Regions from separate parts of the Mus musculus genome. Here regions 1, 2, 4 and 5 are each linked to region 3. The links are chromatin contacts, called in public promoter capture Hi-C maps. All regions are on one chromosome and are shown on one strand. The core of a region is the stretch at or near the end of the contact, and the rest is flanking DNA. Distances in the headings are between cores, read along the strand shown.

Region 1 (2,700 bases), core at 55-2,554, 2.4 Mb after region 3:
GAGTCTCTTGTCCTAGATTCTGACCCTATTGTCCCCATTCCCACTGCATCTGGCAAGCTTGCAGTGTCTGTCCTGAGGAGAGAAGACTATGTCACACAGATCTTGTGAGCTGGGGAAAGCTATTGGCCCAGCCTTGTGGAAAGCTTACAATGAAAGTGGGTGTCATTTATTTGCAGGGGTGTTACAAAAGCCAGGTTTGGGGGAGCATTTGACCTGGGCTCTGGGCCTTGCTACCAGCATTGTCCCTCTCTGAAGTATACTTTTATTTCATTTATTCATTTGTTTATTGAAGAGGGGAGAGTGAGTGTGTGTGCACACATGTGTGCACATGGCCTACATATGGAGATCAGAGGACAAATTTCAGGAGTTGGCTCTCTTTTTCCTGGGAATTGAATTTAGGTCATCAGCTTAGTAGCAAGCACCTTTACTCACTGAGATAATTTTAATTCATTTTCTTTTGAGACAAGGGCTCACTCTGTAGCCTAGACTGACCTCCAACTTGTGGTTGTCCTTTTGCCTCAGGCTCCTGGAACTGCAAATTGATTGGCCTTTTCAGCTCAGGAAATGTAGATTTAGTTATGAATGGGTAATGCAGTGTGTGAGCCTTGGCATGCATGTTCCTTTTCTCCTTCCACCAAGTGGGGCCTGGGGATGGAGCTCAAGTCGGCATCACAGGCAACTGCCTTTCCCACTGAGCCTGCAGCTGGCTTGTTCTTTTGGTTGCTTGCTTGGTTAGTTTTGTTTTTGAGATAAGCTCTTACTTACTCTGTAGCCTCTTCCTGAAACTCCAGCCTCAGCCTCCTAAGTGCTGGGTCTATAGGCACTCACCCTCAGTGCCTTCAGAGGTTAAAAGGCCCATGTGCTGGAGCCGGACAGGCATCTTTGAGCCACCCGATGTGGGTGTCTGGAGTTGAACCATAGTTCCCTGGAAGGGCAGAAAAATACTCTTAACTGCTAAGATCTCTCTCCAACCCCGTTCCCTTTGTATGACAGGTTATCATGTAGCCCTGCCTGGTCTTAAACCCCCTATATATATCAGACTGTCCTCGAACTTGTGATCCTCCTGCCTCCACCTCCTCAGAACTGGGATTACAGACGTGTGCCACAACGCCTGGTTTAATTGTTTTCGTTCTTTTCCCTCTCAGCTCTTTCTCATCAGAGGGTCCTGAGAACCATCTGTGGCTCCTGGGGATCTCTCCTGCCCCGGCCTCAGGTACTTCTGGCGTGGAGCGCCGCTGGCACCTGCCCTGGCCCGGCCCCGGCTCGGCCGGGGCCCCGCGCAGGCCCTGCTCTTCCGGCATTTAAGGCGCGCAGCCGGCGCGGCTGCAGCTCCGGGCGGTTGAGAGTCACAGCCAGCGGGACGCGCGAAGCAGGATGGGCTGCAGGCAAAGCCGGCACAGCCGCGGCAAGCGCGCAGAGAAGGTACCGGGAGCCCGCACACGGAGGTCTGCTTGGGGGGCGCTCAGAGGGACAGCAGAGGACACCAGATGGACAGCAGTGGGGGGGGCAGTCATGGAGATTGGGGTGCGGGGGTGGGGGTGCTCTGTCTCCGCCCGACCCGGCAATCAGAAGCCGAGTTAACACACTCAGTCCCAGACAAACTGCAGCTGACCCTGCTGTCCCCGCGGGGAGGTGACTGGTGTGTCCGTGGCAGGTGGCCTTCAGTGTGGGGCTGTCACTGTGTAGTAGAGGACAGAGTTCTTAACCTCTCTGCGCCTTGAGCTAAGGTCTAAGGCCGGCAATCTCTGATAGGTCCACAGCCGGACAGCACCAGCATCACCTGAGACCTGTTGGAAACCTCAACTCCCTGGTCTGCCCAAGGGCTGCTAGACACAGGCTGCCTCTTAACGAGTTTCGCCTGGGATCACTGCACCCTTTAGAGCCTAGGAAGCGGGTCAGGGCTTCCTGCGGGAACTGAGCGGTGCGTGGGCTGCCCTTAGGGTAGCTGGGAGGAGCCAAAGTGGGAGTTGATTTGTAGTCTCCTGCAGCTCTCTCCTCCTTCCTGTCCCTCCCGCCCCAGAGCCCTGAAGCTGGGTTAGAGCCCAAGAGACTGACTCAGGTTTCTGCCCCTTGAGGTCTGAGAAACGTCAGGAGGTCAGAGCCTAGATTCAGGGCCAAATCCACTGAGGACAGCCGGGGGCCCAGAGAAGGAAACAGGCACTCTAGAGTCCTAGTCGTTTTTTCCTGTCTGCCAGTCTCTCCACCCCTTGTGGGGATGGACAGCCCGTGAACTTCATCAGTCCCCACTGTGAAAATGATTAATTTTGCAAGGAACTTCAGCTCATTAGTCTTCCTGTTACCTCTGTTTATCTACCCCTAACTTTGTCAATGTGTGTGTGTGTGTGTGTGTGTGTGTGTGTGTGTTCTCTGAACCCTCCCCTGCACTTGGACTAACTTTTCATTGTTTTATTTTTCTCCCCATCCCCACTTTTGGAGACAGGGTCTGGTGTAGCCCAGGCTGTCCTAAACTTAATGTGTAGCCAAAGCTGGCCTTGCACTGCTAATTCACCTGCCTCTCCAATGCTGGGATTACCAGCCTCCCCACCACAGCAGGCTGGATGTTTTTGTTCAGATTTTTTAGACAAGCTCTCAATATGTAGCCTAGATTGGCCCCAAACTTTCAATTTTACTTAGCCTCCCTAATGTTGAAATTATAGGCCTGGGCTACCATACCTGGCTTCTAAGGGCTTCTTGATAACT
Region 2 (2,700 bases), core at 17-2,516, 2.5 Mb after region 3:
CGTGTAGCCCAGGCTGGCCTTGATGCCAGTGATGACCTTGAATTCCGGATCCTCCTGCTCCAGCCTCTCAGTGCTGGGATGCAGGCTCTGCTGATAATCTGCTCCTCTCAAAAGTTGTAATGGCATCATTCTCGTTCTGAAGGTGACACTGCCCCACTTGCTTTGCCCCAAGTGCTTCCTCCACCTTAGCCCCAGGCTTCCCATAGAGAAATCTAAACCTCTGTCTATTGGCAGGTCCCAAGGGTGGGGCTGGGCAGCAGAGCTCACCTGTTCAGTTTGCTCTAGCTTGCACCAGAGGTTCAGTAAGTGTTCTTTGGGTGAAATGAAAAACAAACAAGCAACAAACAAACGGAGGACAATTTTCCAACTAGATCTTGGAAGATGCTTACTACTCTCTGAACGAGTGACAGATTCTGGAGATAATATTTTTTAAACTTTTAACTTTTAAAAATTACATTTTCTTTATTGAAGTGCAAAAAATATGTGCGAGCCCCCTGTAGGGCAGCAAGCACCTTGGCCTTCTGAGGCAGCTAGTTGGCTCCTGAGGATGACCCTTTAAAGAAACTCAAGGAACTTATTAACAAACAGAAGTCTGCTGTCCGCTGTGGCCACCAGGCAGTGGGGGCGGGGTGGGGGCGGGGGTTGGGGGTTGAGGGAGATTTCTCTATCAAAGCTGGGCTATCTGTTTTCCAGAGGTTGTACCGCTTTTCCACACAGACCTGGATGACAACTTCTGGTCCTCCTATCACTCCCTCTTCAACCAGAACCCACTCCCCAAGGCCAAATCTAAATTAGATTTCCAACCCCACAATCTGCAAGCTGAGTGACCCTGGGCGAGGCGCGGTCTTCTCTGGTCTTTCCTTCCTTGCAAAGTAGGTGACTACGCCTGTGACCCGATAGGGCAGGAAGGCGTGAAATCTGATCAGTCAGGTAAGGTCTCAACTTCAATTTTGGCAAGCTTCAAATTTCTCAACAAAGCTTTGGTGAGTAGCAGGAATGTTGGAGAATGTGTCCAGAACAGGACATTAATTTGACTTCTATTTCTGGGTGGCAGCGTGACCTTTGCCAAATCCCCTACCCTCTGGAGGTGACGTCAGGGCTGGGGTCAGAAACGACCCAGGTAAGAGGTGGCAGGTTTCCCCCGAGGGCGCCCTCCCCCATGCCCTTCCCCTGCAGCCGGTGACACCCAAACTCCAAAAAAGAAGCACTCGGGGTGGGGCTGGACAGGGCGGGGCGGGCAGCGAGCGAATCCGATTGGCCCCTGCGCGCCACGTGTCCCCCTCCACCGTGCGCCCAGCCTGCGCTGCGGCTGCTGCTAGGCTAACGGGCTTCGAGCTGCGTCTGTCCATACGCCCTGATCTGAGGCCTCCCTAGCGCGGTGAGTGTGCAGAGTCGCTGCGGGACACGGGGTCCAGGACTGAAGGGACCTGGTCGGGTCCATGCTGGTGTGCGGTCACCCCGGGGTGTCGCGGCTGGGTGTGTCCCGGGAGGGAACCCAAAGTGCTGGCGCTGGTTGACAGCACCCTGAGGGGGGAGGGGAGCTGGTGCCCCCCGCCCGGCCCCGCCGAGGGTGTGGTCCAAGACCCAGGAGCCTAATTGTCTAAAGTAGTGGAAAAACTTGGTGACCCTCGCGGGAGGCTGTGAGTTACTCAACTTGGAGAGCTTGAGGAATTGAACAGTCTGCTGAGCACCAGACGGTTCGTGGTGTGGTCCGGGAGAAAGGCTCCCTGATGCGGGTCAGAGGAAGGACCTGCTGTCTTTCCGGAGATGCTCACCTTTCCGGGAGCCGCAGAGGCTCTTAGCAAGATGCAGAGGTCCCACTCTGAATTTTGCTTCTCCTAAGCCAACCCGGCTCCTTCCCAGTTTTTCAGGGTCTTAGTTAGATGCTTCCTACTGACCTCGAATCCAGATCCCACCACCAACTTGCAGTGTGGCCTTGAGCCAGCCGCCTTTCCCTCTCTGAGCCCCCATCTCACAAGTGTTGATAACCCCCGCTTTCAGTCCTATGAAAGTGGGTTTGATTTGGCTGCTGGTTGGGGAATCTTGAGTACAGGTGTGGTCGATGAAACTCTCCTTTAGAGAGAATCTGGCTTCTGCTTCCCCCCACCCCCGCCCCACTCCCGCCCCACCCCCTTTTGTCTAAACTCTGGTGGGTCTTACTAGACACTTCCAAATTTGGGCATATGGCTCCAGGATTTGTAGGGGATCCTGGTGTTCCCTTAGAATCTGCCCTCCATTTCACCTCACCTGGCCAGATCACATCTTGAAGCTGCTGAGCCCACCTCTCCGACAGAATAGCTTGACTCTCCAGCCTTTCTTATCCCCCGGGAACTATTTCAGCCCCTGTATGCCCTGATGTTCTGGCTGCAGGCCCTAAGCCCTGCAGGAAGACCCTGGGCAATCCTCTCCCATATCCATGAGTTGCAGCTTGCCTGGGACACTTGGAAGGACTTCTTTTCTCTCTGGGCCCTTGTTCCCCATAGTGGTCTGCTGAGGTGGCCGCCACTTCCGGTGCCCCCCCCCCCCCCCCCCCCCCGCCAATTCAACTGTTCTCAGATTTGGGAGTGGGGTGTGGCTGGGCATGGAGGGAAGGAGAAGGCCTTCATCCCCTTGCAGCTGTGACTGTCGCTCACCATGTCCCTTTACTTCCTGTCCTTTGTTTGTGAGCCTCTCTCTGCTGGGATACTGAACCTATTTGCT
Region 3 (2,700 bases), core at 44-2,543:
GCAGTAGTAATCTATTTAAACAAAACTCTTCAAAATTCTTGGTAAGTTTAAGTGCAATGGACTCTAAGACCAAAATTTTTCAGAATTGTCACTATAATACTAATGGCAACATGTAAAAGACAAGACAGTTACTAGTGGCCCAAGATACATTCCTATACATTTTTCCTTTACAAAAGAAAACCAGAAGAAATCTTTTTTCTGGTTTATTTGTTGGACCAGACGTTTTTGTTTGTGACAGGATGTGGTTACTTAGCTCTGGCTGGCCTAGAGTTCACAATGTAGCCAAGGCTAGCCTTGAACTTGCAAATCTTCAAAGGAACAGGCATTTAGTAAGGTCGTAGAGAATATCAGCATACGGAAATGTAAAGAATTACTATTGAAAGTAAAGTCAAACATTTGAAGGGTTTTAGGAAGTGGCAGTTACATCTGAACACTGATGTAAGGGATTGAACAGAGGAGGGGAATCTGTTCCTTTTTTTTTTTTTTTTTTTTTTTTTTTTTTTTTGTGCTCAGGATCAAACCCAGGGTCTTGCACATGACAGGCAAACGCACTCCCACTTAGCTATACACCAACACAACACAACAGCGAGACACTCGAAAGCAAGTCTTTAGGGTTTCAGGTGCCCCCCCCACCCCATATTTTAACACAATTTTGCTTAATGTCTTCTTGGATAAACTGCCCAGGGACAAATGAAGCGATGCACTGCACATCTAAAATTACAAATCAAAAGCATATCACTCTCCTGCTTAGAAACTATCAATTACTTCCCATCGAGTTCCAAATTTTAAGTCAAACGCCTGGTCACCGACCTCACAAAGACCCAGTGCCCAAGTTCTCCGCCCCCCCCCCCCCCCCCCGTCTCCCTTTACTATTTATTCAAAACCTCTACTCCTCCTCCCTACAGGCAGGCTTCCCCCTTCTCACTTCCTCACTCAGTTCCGTTCCATCACCGCATTTAAACTTGGACGAAAGCACTTAACTACCCCCTCAGATTCCGTTGTTTTGATGGTGGTGGTCTCCCTTCCTCACCACCTTTGCAGTGAGCTGAGAGCAGGGCCCGCCCTGAATTCCCAGTTTGTGTCCCGGATCGTCGCTGGCCCTCGAGTATTCTGGAAATACCTCATGGCGGAACCCCGACACCCACACCCAGCCTTCACGGAGGGCGGACATCCTGGCATCCCCCGTGTCCAGCTTCAAGCATCCTTTACCTCTCAGGAAGCCACCGGAGCAGCGGATTCACTCACCTCTCTGCAGTCAGCGCCTTCCGCCCTAGAGGATGCTTGACCCGGAAGTACTCCTCGACGGCGACCCCGCCTCCGCGCTGAGGTCAGGAGTACTTCCGCGACGGTCGGGTCGGATCGGCGAGCGAGCGGCGGTGGCCGCGGTGAGGGGCGGTGTCGGGGTTGTGGGGCTTCCGGGTGAGGGCGGCGAAGGCTGGGGGGTCTCGGGGTCACGGGTTGAGGGGCTGCAACGCTTCCAGCCATGTTTGGTGGGCTTGCCGGCCGAAGGGCTGGAGAGCTTGTTTACCTGAGGCCTGGGGGTGGGACCTGCGTGCGGACGTGCGGAGACGAGAGACCCGCCACGTTAGCTGGGGAGTCGCCGCAGCCTGCAGCTGGGGCTCCCTGTCGCACGGACCGGCGGCAGCGCTGACCCCAGGCTCGGCTTCCAGCTAGTCAGCCACGCCAGCCACGCCGCCTCCGGGTAAAGGCGATGGTCACGCGTGTGCTCTGGGCATATTTGTGTCTCGACTGTGAGGCGCCTTGTTTGACTTCTCCAGTCACCTGGATTGTTCTCCTCCAATCAGGAAAAACCATACCCGGAAAACATTAAATAGTACAATTCCGTATGTCTGGTATGTGTTTAATCTTACTTATAGGAACGGTGGAGAGGGACATCACCACTCACGAATCTTGTCTCCTGACTCAGCCTAAACTCTTGGCACGTCCTCGATGCTTATTAAAATCTCTATTGTGCAAGTGAAATAATAGGGACAGCTGGAGTTTACTAATCGGAATGTTCTAGTTTCATAAAATTTAAATGAACGTATGCAATATGTGCGTTCTATTTGCTTACATAGAGCAAATCGAGAGACTATATATTATATGTTGTAACTCGGAGAAAGAAGAAAAAGGTAGCTCTAAAACAGTGTCTATACAGCTGCAAGAACACCTTCTGAACTTTGGGCAAGCATGTCGGTGTCTTTTTGTTAGATCAGCCTTTGGACTGACAGGGGCAGAAATTGCCTTACATATCTTCTCTGTCTCCAGAACTGGGTCCATATGCAAAAGGTTCTTGCCATGAATAAGTTAAACGAGTTATTTTTCTATTTTTCTGAGTTAGTTTGCATGGCAATTGGTACTTGTGTATGGAATTTTTTTTTTCTATGAGTTTTTGGGACAGTTTAATATATGCATATCGTGTACCCATAGAGTCTAGGCAACACCTTTTTTTTTTTTTTTTTTCACGTGGAAGAGGTTTTATTGGGAGGGAGAGACAAGATGGCAGCAGAAAAAGAAGAGGAGAGGAGGGAGAACACTAGGCAGCATATTCTTGGTCTACCTTTCTAGCCTGTCACCCTTGCTTCTTCCCTAATAGAGACATGACTCTAGGGGATTATATCATGGCTCCCTGACCTTTCTTCTGTGCTGTCTCCATACCCTTTGTTTGTTTACCTTCCTGTTGCTGTGATAAGATACCCA
Region 4 (2,700 bases), core at 51-2,550, 2.3 Mb after region 3:
ATGGGGGGGGGGCAGATTCAAGACAATTAGAAACAGGTAAAATTCTTTTAGAACAAGATCTACTCTTGTTGTAGGCTACTGCCTACAGATTACAAGGAGGGGGTAAATCTCTCCTAACAAAATCAAACAGGAAAAATATGAGTTTCATAACAAAAGGACCCTACCATCATTCATACACTGAAAATGTAAACCCGGGTGAGGGAGGATTCAAAGTCACCTAAGGCATCAAGCAAGAGGCAAAAGCTAAAACACGCTCTGCAGATTCCCCAAAGTCAATTCCTTCCAGGACACTATGTTGCTATCCTGACTCAACAAGCCCCCACCCCCTAATTCCATCCATATAAGCAGTCGCTACCTGAATCTGTCAAATTTCAGAAAACAAAACAAAAAGCAAGCGGTCTTCAAGTTAACATCTGTGCTTTTCATGCCCTAGAGCTCTCTTGGTCCCTCCAGTCTATCCCAGGTCCTATTTCATATTTCTAAGTGACTTCCACAAAACTGCAGAACGGTTAGAAACGAAGCCTGCTGAGTGATGAGGAAAGAGAGAGAGAGAGAGAGAGAGAGAGAGGAAAAAAGAAGGAAAGGAAAGGAAAGGAAAGGAAAGGAAAGGAAAGGAAAGGAAAGGAAAGGAAAGGAAAGGAAAGGAAAAAGCCATCAGTGAACAGAACCACACCCAGAACTCAAGCCTGGCGTGGAGAGCCCAGACACAGCGGAGCTAAACAAGGACGCGCGACCCACAGCGGAAGGGACAAGTGCCTTTTCACAGGGCGAGTTTCCCCGCAGATGGCAACGTGGCAGAAAACAAACAGTTGCAGAAGCTGACACCCTGCTGCAGGGATACCTCGGAAGCCCACACACAGCCCTGGACCTCAGTTTCCCCTACTCTCGGAGGAAAGGAGTTGCGGTCTGGTACCCTGTGACCCAAGGCAAGGGCATAGCTCGAACAGCCACATCTGCAAACGAAGGGTTGGTCCGAGCTAGCCGTCAGTGACTGCCGATGTCACCTGGGAACTATGACTGAACACCTGTCAAAGGTGCATGGGAGACCCCACCCCACGGGTGACCTGTCCCTGAGCAGCAGCATCCGTTTGGCGGGAGGTGCTACAGCAGGAGGTGACTCCCGACTGCAGCGCAGGGCACGCACTACTCACCGGTCGGCCCTGCCCGGCCCGGGCTCCCGCTCCGGCTCCGGCTCCGGCTCTGGCTCCCGCTCCTGCTCAGCCCACCTCGCGTAGCCTCAGCGCCGACCCCTAGCCATGGTTTTCTAGCCTCCTGGACAGCCGCTTCCGGGCCCTGTCACGTGATGCTGGCTCCCTAGCCCAGGTCACGTGCCGCTCCATTCCGTGCTCCTCCTCCCGGACCCTTGTTCTGCAGCGCCACCTGGCGGCCGTCAGCCGCTGCTTCAGAAAGGGCAGTGCTTCTGAGACCACCACAGAGCTAAGGCAGACGACCTAGATTTTGAGGCAGTCTCCAGGGAAGTCGGCATGCAAAATATCCGTAATTTTTAGCCTTGCTAAAATTTATTTGTTCAGCATATATTAACGTGCATTTACTGGTTTATAATCACAAGTTTGCACCTTTTAAAAAATAAATCGTGCAGCTAAGCCTGATGGTACAAGACTGCAATACCAGAGCAGAGAAGAAAAATAGTTCAAGGCCTGTTTGGGTTATAGAGTGAGTTCAAGGATACCCTGGGTGATTTAAAGATACCTTGCTTCAAAAAAATTTAAAAGGGGCTACTGGGAAAATGGTTTACTGGATACAATAAGAACCTGAGTTAAGATTCCCAGTACATATAAAGAGCCAGGCAAGACAATGTGTGCCAGTAACACCAGAGCTTGGGGCCAGAGCAGAAGGATCCCTTGGTCTCTTCAGCAGACTAACTGATCTAGCCAAAACAGTGGGCTCAGGTTCAGTGAGAGAACCTGTGGGGAAAAAAAGTTGAGGGAACAACTCAAGCAGACAATGTCACCATCTGACTCCCCGATGCCCCACTCCACACACACACACACATACTCCATATGCTACACACATACACATACACACACACACACACTCCATACACCACACACATAAATATACTCCATACACCACAAACACACACATACATATACTCCATACACCACATACACACAGACATATACTCCATACACCATATACATACATATACTCCATACACCACACACGTACATATACTCCATGTACACACATATATTTCGTACACCACACACATACGTACATGCACATATGTTCCATACACCACACACACACATACACACACACAAACAACATATACTCCATACATCACAGACACATATACACATATACTCATACAAACATATACCACACATACATACATATACTCCATATACCACACACACAGAGATGCAAAGACAACTTCACACATACACATACTTCATACACCACACACACATACACACTCCATATACCACACACACATACATATACTCCATACACACACATATACTTCATACACCTCACACATACATACATACATACATACATACATACACATATGCATATGTTCCATACACCTCACACATACATACATGTACTCCATACACACAGAGATATAAACAGTACATACCACACATGCATATACTCCATATACCACACACACAGAGATGCAAAGACAACTTCACACATACACATACTTCATACACGACACACACATACACA
Region 5 (2,700 bases), core at 97-2,596, 2.7 Mb after region 3:
AAGCTTTTTCTTTCTTTCTTTGCAAGTGTTCTGTTTTGCTTTGTTTTTGAGTTAGGGTCTTATTCCATAATACAGGCTGGCCAGTCTTATGGATGGTGGGACTGGGATTACAGAACACACTAAAAGACTTGCAAACTTTGTAAATGAAATGGGCCTTTTTCTAAGACTAGTGACAAATACAGGCAATTTAAATAAAACTCACCTCAAGAACCCAATGAAATTTGGAGTACTATTTCAAGTCTATGTGAACATTACCAGTAGCATTAATGCTTTCTCATATTGCATGTTTCTTAAAGTGAACTGAACAAACCCGTATAAAACCTTTTGGTCAATGGGCCAAGCTCCCACCCTGCTTTATGTGAGACTGAAAGCCATAAACAGAACTGTCTAGGGAATAATTTACAAAATTGGTCTTCACTATCGACTGAGATTTCATCTATCAAGGAGGGGAAAAAATACAACTTTGGATCTTGCACCATAAATGTTTTCTCCGATCAGCAGGGTGTGGGCTGCCTGCAATCCTTAGCATATGGGTGGTGGAGGCGGGGGATCAAGGGTTCAAGGTCCGCCCCAGTTAGTTAGTCAGCAAGTTCATGGCCTGCCTAGAGTAGTGAAGCCGATCTATTAAAATAAAACAAACAAAACACCCTAAAGCAGTATTTTTTTAAAAAGCTTGAAGGGCTAATTCCAGTCCCCAGAGGCAACGTCTGCAGCCGGAGCAGGGGACAGGGAGCATAAGGATCTCGAATCCCCGGTCACCTCGCAGTGCGGGGACCGCTGCGCGCGGGAGATCGCGGAGATTGCGCCGGGGGCAGGATCCGGTTTCCCGAAGGCCAGATTGACACCCGCGTGGTGGGTGGCGGCCGCGGGCCCCGGTGGGCGTCACCCCACGGGTCTGCACTTTACAGGGGGCCCGGGCGGGCGTCACCTCCCGGGGCCTCCGCCCGCATCACCTCACCAGGGCCGCGACACGCGGCGGGCCGAGCGGCCGATAACGCGTAACCCGAGCGCAGGCACGCGCCGCAGGGCCACGCGGGCGCAGGGCCAGGCCAGCCGGGCCGCGCGTCGCCTCAGGCCCGCGGCTCCTCAGGGAACGCCGGCGTGTCGCCGGGCAAGCGGCAAGCCTACCCGGTCGTCCTCGAAGATGATCTTGGCGGGGATTTCTTTGCGGATGATCTTGCCGAAGATCGTGTCGCCGCCGGGCTGGGCCACTTGAGCCTTGGCAATCTCGTCAGCCATCGCGGCCGCTCACTGTCCTTCCCGCGCCGCGGCCACAGTGGGGAGAGGAACCGCGGGAGCGCGCGGAGACTGCCGGCTCGCGCCCGGTGGGCCTGCGCGTGCGCACTGGCGCCGGCGTGCGGCGAGCGAGGGAACGAAATGGGCGGAGGAAACGCCCTTTCTTTGCCTCTGCACCTCTATAGGAAATTTTGATTTGCCAGTTCTGGGAGGAGGCTCGGCTTGGTACAGTGCTTTCCAAGCGCGTACGGAGTTCTAGGTTTGATCCCTTCCTCTCACGAGCCCGGCTTGGTGCTGCACGCCTGTAATCCCAGAGTTTGAGAAATGAAGACAGGAGGATGGAAGAGTTTAGTTCATCCTTCTCCACATTGTTTGAGGCCAGCCTGGGCTACCCGAGACCCTGCTCCAGAACAGTCTGGTTTCTATTTCAAGTTGTTCTGATCACATTTACTGGGTGTGATACCTTAGCCTTCCCTTTTTTAATTTTTTAAAAAAGATTTTTATTTTATATGTAGATGAGTATTTTGCAAGCATGTGTAAGAGTGAATCACATCTAATGCTTTGGATCCCCTGGAACTGGAGTTACAGTTGTGAGCCATGTGGGTGGAGGGAACTGAAGCCTGGTCCTTTCTGCAAGAGGAACAAGTGCTCTTGACCGTGATCGTTTAAACCCTCAGCTGTTTGAGGCCTTAGCTAAGAGCCAGGTGAAGTCTTACATCAGGTGGGGTTTTTTTGTTTGTTTGTTTCTTGCTGTGTGTGGCAGCAATTCTCAGTCATAACTACACACTAAAAACCACTTGGGAGCTCTTTAAACATCTCTGGCCACACTCTGCATCAATTAAGTCCAAGACTGCAGAGATGAGACCTTAGGTGGCAGTTGTTTGTAAGCCTCTTGGGCCATTTTCCCCGGCAGGAATCAGCTTCAGGTAAGATGCTCCACCTGGAAGAAACAAAAAGTCTTCCTTGGCCCCACCTCCACCCTTCCTCCTCTCTATCCCTTTGCTCCTCCTAAAAAGTGTTTTCTACATATGGTGTGCACTTTGTCATCATTGGTCCTTTGGGTCATTTCCTCCTTGTCGGGATTAGGCAGGACCTCCAATCAGCGTTCTCTAGACAATCGCAGTTGTCATATAGATCTGTTGGCCTGGTTGCTACAGTTGTTACCCTTGTCTTCTTTCAACATCTCACACCCTTGCCCTCTGGATGTTGGTTTTTTTTTTTTTTTTTCCTGCACGCTAAGCCTCCATTTCCATACCTCATTAGATTTTGTTCCTGGCCCTCTTATCTGACAATCTCCAAGTGGCCATAGGAAGAAACCTTGGGGACTTAGAGAGATGGTTCAGCGATCAAGAACACAAACTGTTCTCACAGAGGCCAGCACAAACATCACAACTGCCTGTAACTCCAGCTCCAGGGAAGTCAGATGCCTTTGGCCTAGCAGGATGTCTTCAGTCACCCATGGAC

What was found. Promoter capture Hi-C pulls out the DNA fragments that hold promoters and counts their contacts.
Region 1: a promoter capture Hi-C map of stem cell-derived epiblast-like cells shows a contact between it and region 3, with 4 times the contacts expected there. The contact joins the promoter of Ccdc69 here to the promoter of Mfap3 in region 3. A contact is called at or near these places in 5 of 39 promoter capture datasets (3T3-L1-derived adipocytes, hippocampal neurons, liver and 1 more).
Region 2: a contact with region 3 is called in a promoter capture Hi-C map of hippocampal neurons, with 5 times the contacts expected there. The contact joins the promoter of Anxa6 here to the promoter of Mfap3 in region 3.
Region 4: a contact with region 3 is called in a promoter capture Hi-C map of hippocampal neurons, with 6 times the contacts expected there. The contact joins the promoter of Slc36a1 here to the promoter of Mfap3 in region 3. A contact is called at or near these places in 5 of 39 promoter capture datasets (3T3-L1-derived adipocytes, cranial neural crest, embryonic stem cells and 2 more).
Region 5: a contact with region 3 is called in a promoter capture Hi-C map of hippocampal neurons, with 4 times the contacts expected there. The contact joins the promoter of Hint1 here to the promoter of Mfap3 in region 3.

What each region holds. Positions count from the first base shown.
Region 1 is chr11:55,076,735-55,079,434 of GRCm38.p6, reverse strand. It overlaps Ccdc69 (coiled-coil domain containing 69), which reads left to right and starts at 1,304. Exons shown (of 7, transcript NM_177471.4): 1 at 1,304-1,422. The coding sequence starts at 1,375.
Region 2 is chr11:55,032,037-55,034,736 of GRCm38.p6, reverse strand. It overlaps Anxa6 (annexin A6), which reads left to right and starts at 1,266. Exons shown (of 26, transcript NM_013472.5): 1 at 1,266-1,378.
Region 3 is chr11:57,517,258-57,519,957 of GRCm38.p6, reverse strand. Mfap3 (microfibrillar-associated protein 3) reads right to left here and starts at 1,293. Exons shown (of 3, transcript NM_180599.1): 1 at 1,246-1,293. It overlaps Fam114a2 (family with sequence similarity 114, member A2), which reads left to right and starts at 1,314. Exons shown (of 14, transcript NM_026342.3): 1 at 1,314-1,385.
Region 4 is chr11:55,202,940-55,205,639 of GRCm38.p6, reverse strand. It overlaps Slc36a1 (solute carrier family 36 (proton/amino acid symporter), member 1), which reads right to left and starts at 1,300. Exons shown (of 11, transcript NM_153139.4): 1 at 1,152-1,300.
Region 5 is chr11:54,865,029-54,867,728 of GRCm38.p6, reverse strand. Hint1 (histidine triad nucleotide binding protein 1) reads right to left here and starts at 1,346. Exons shown (of 3, transcript NM_008248.3): 1 at 1,129-1,346. The coding sequence starts at 1,239.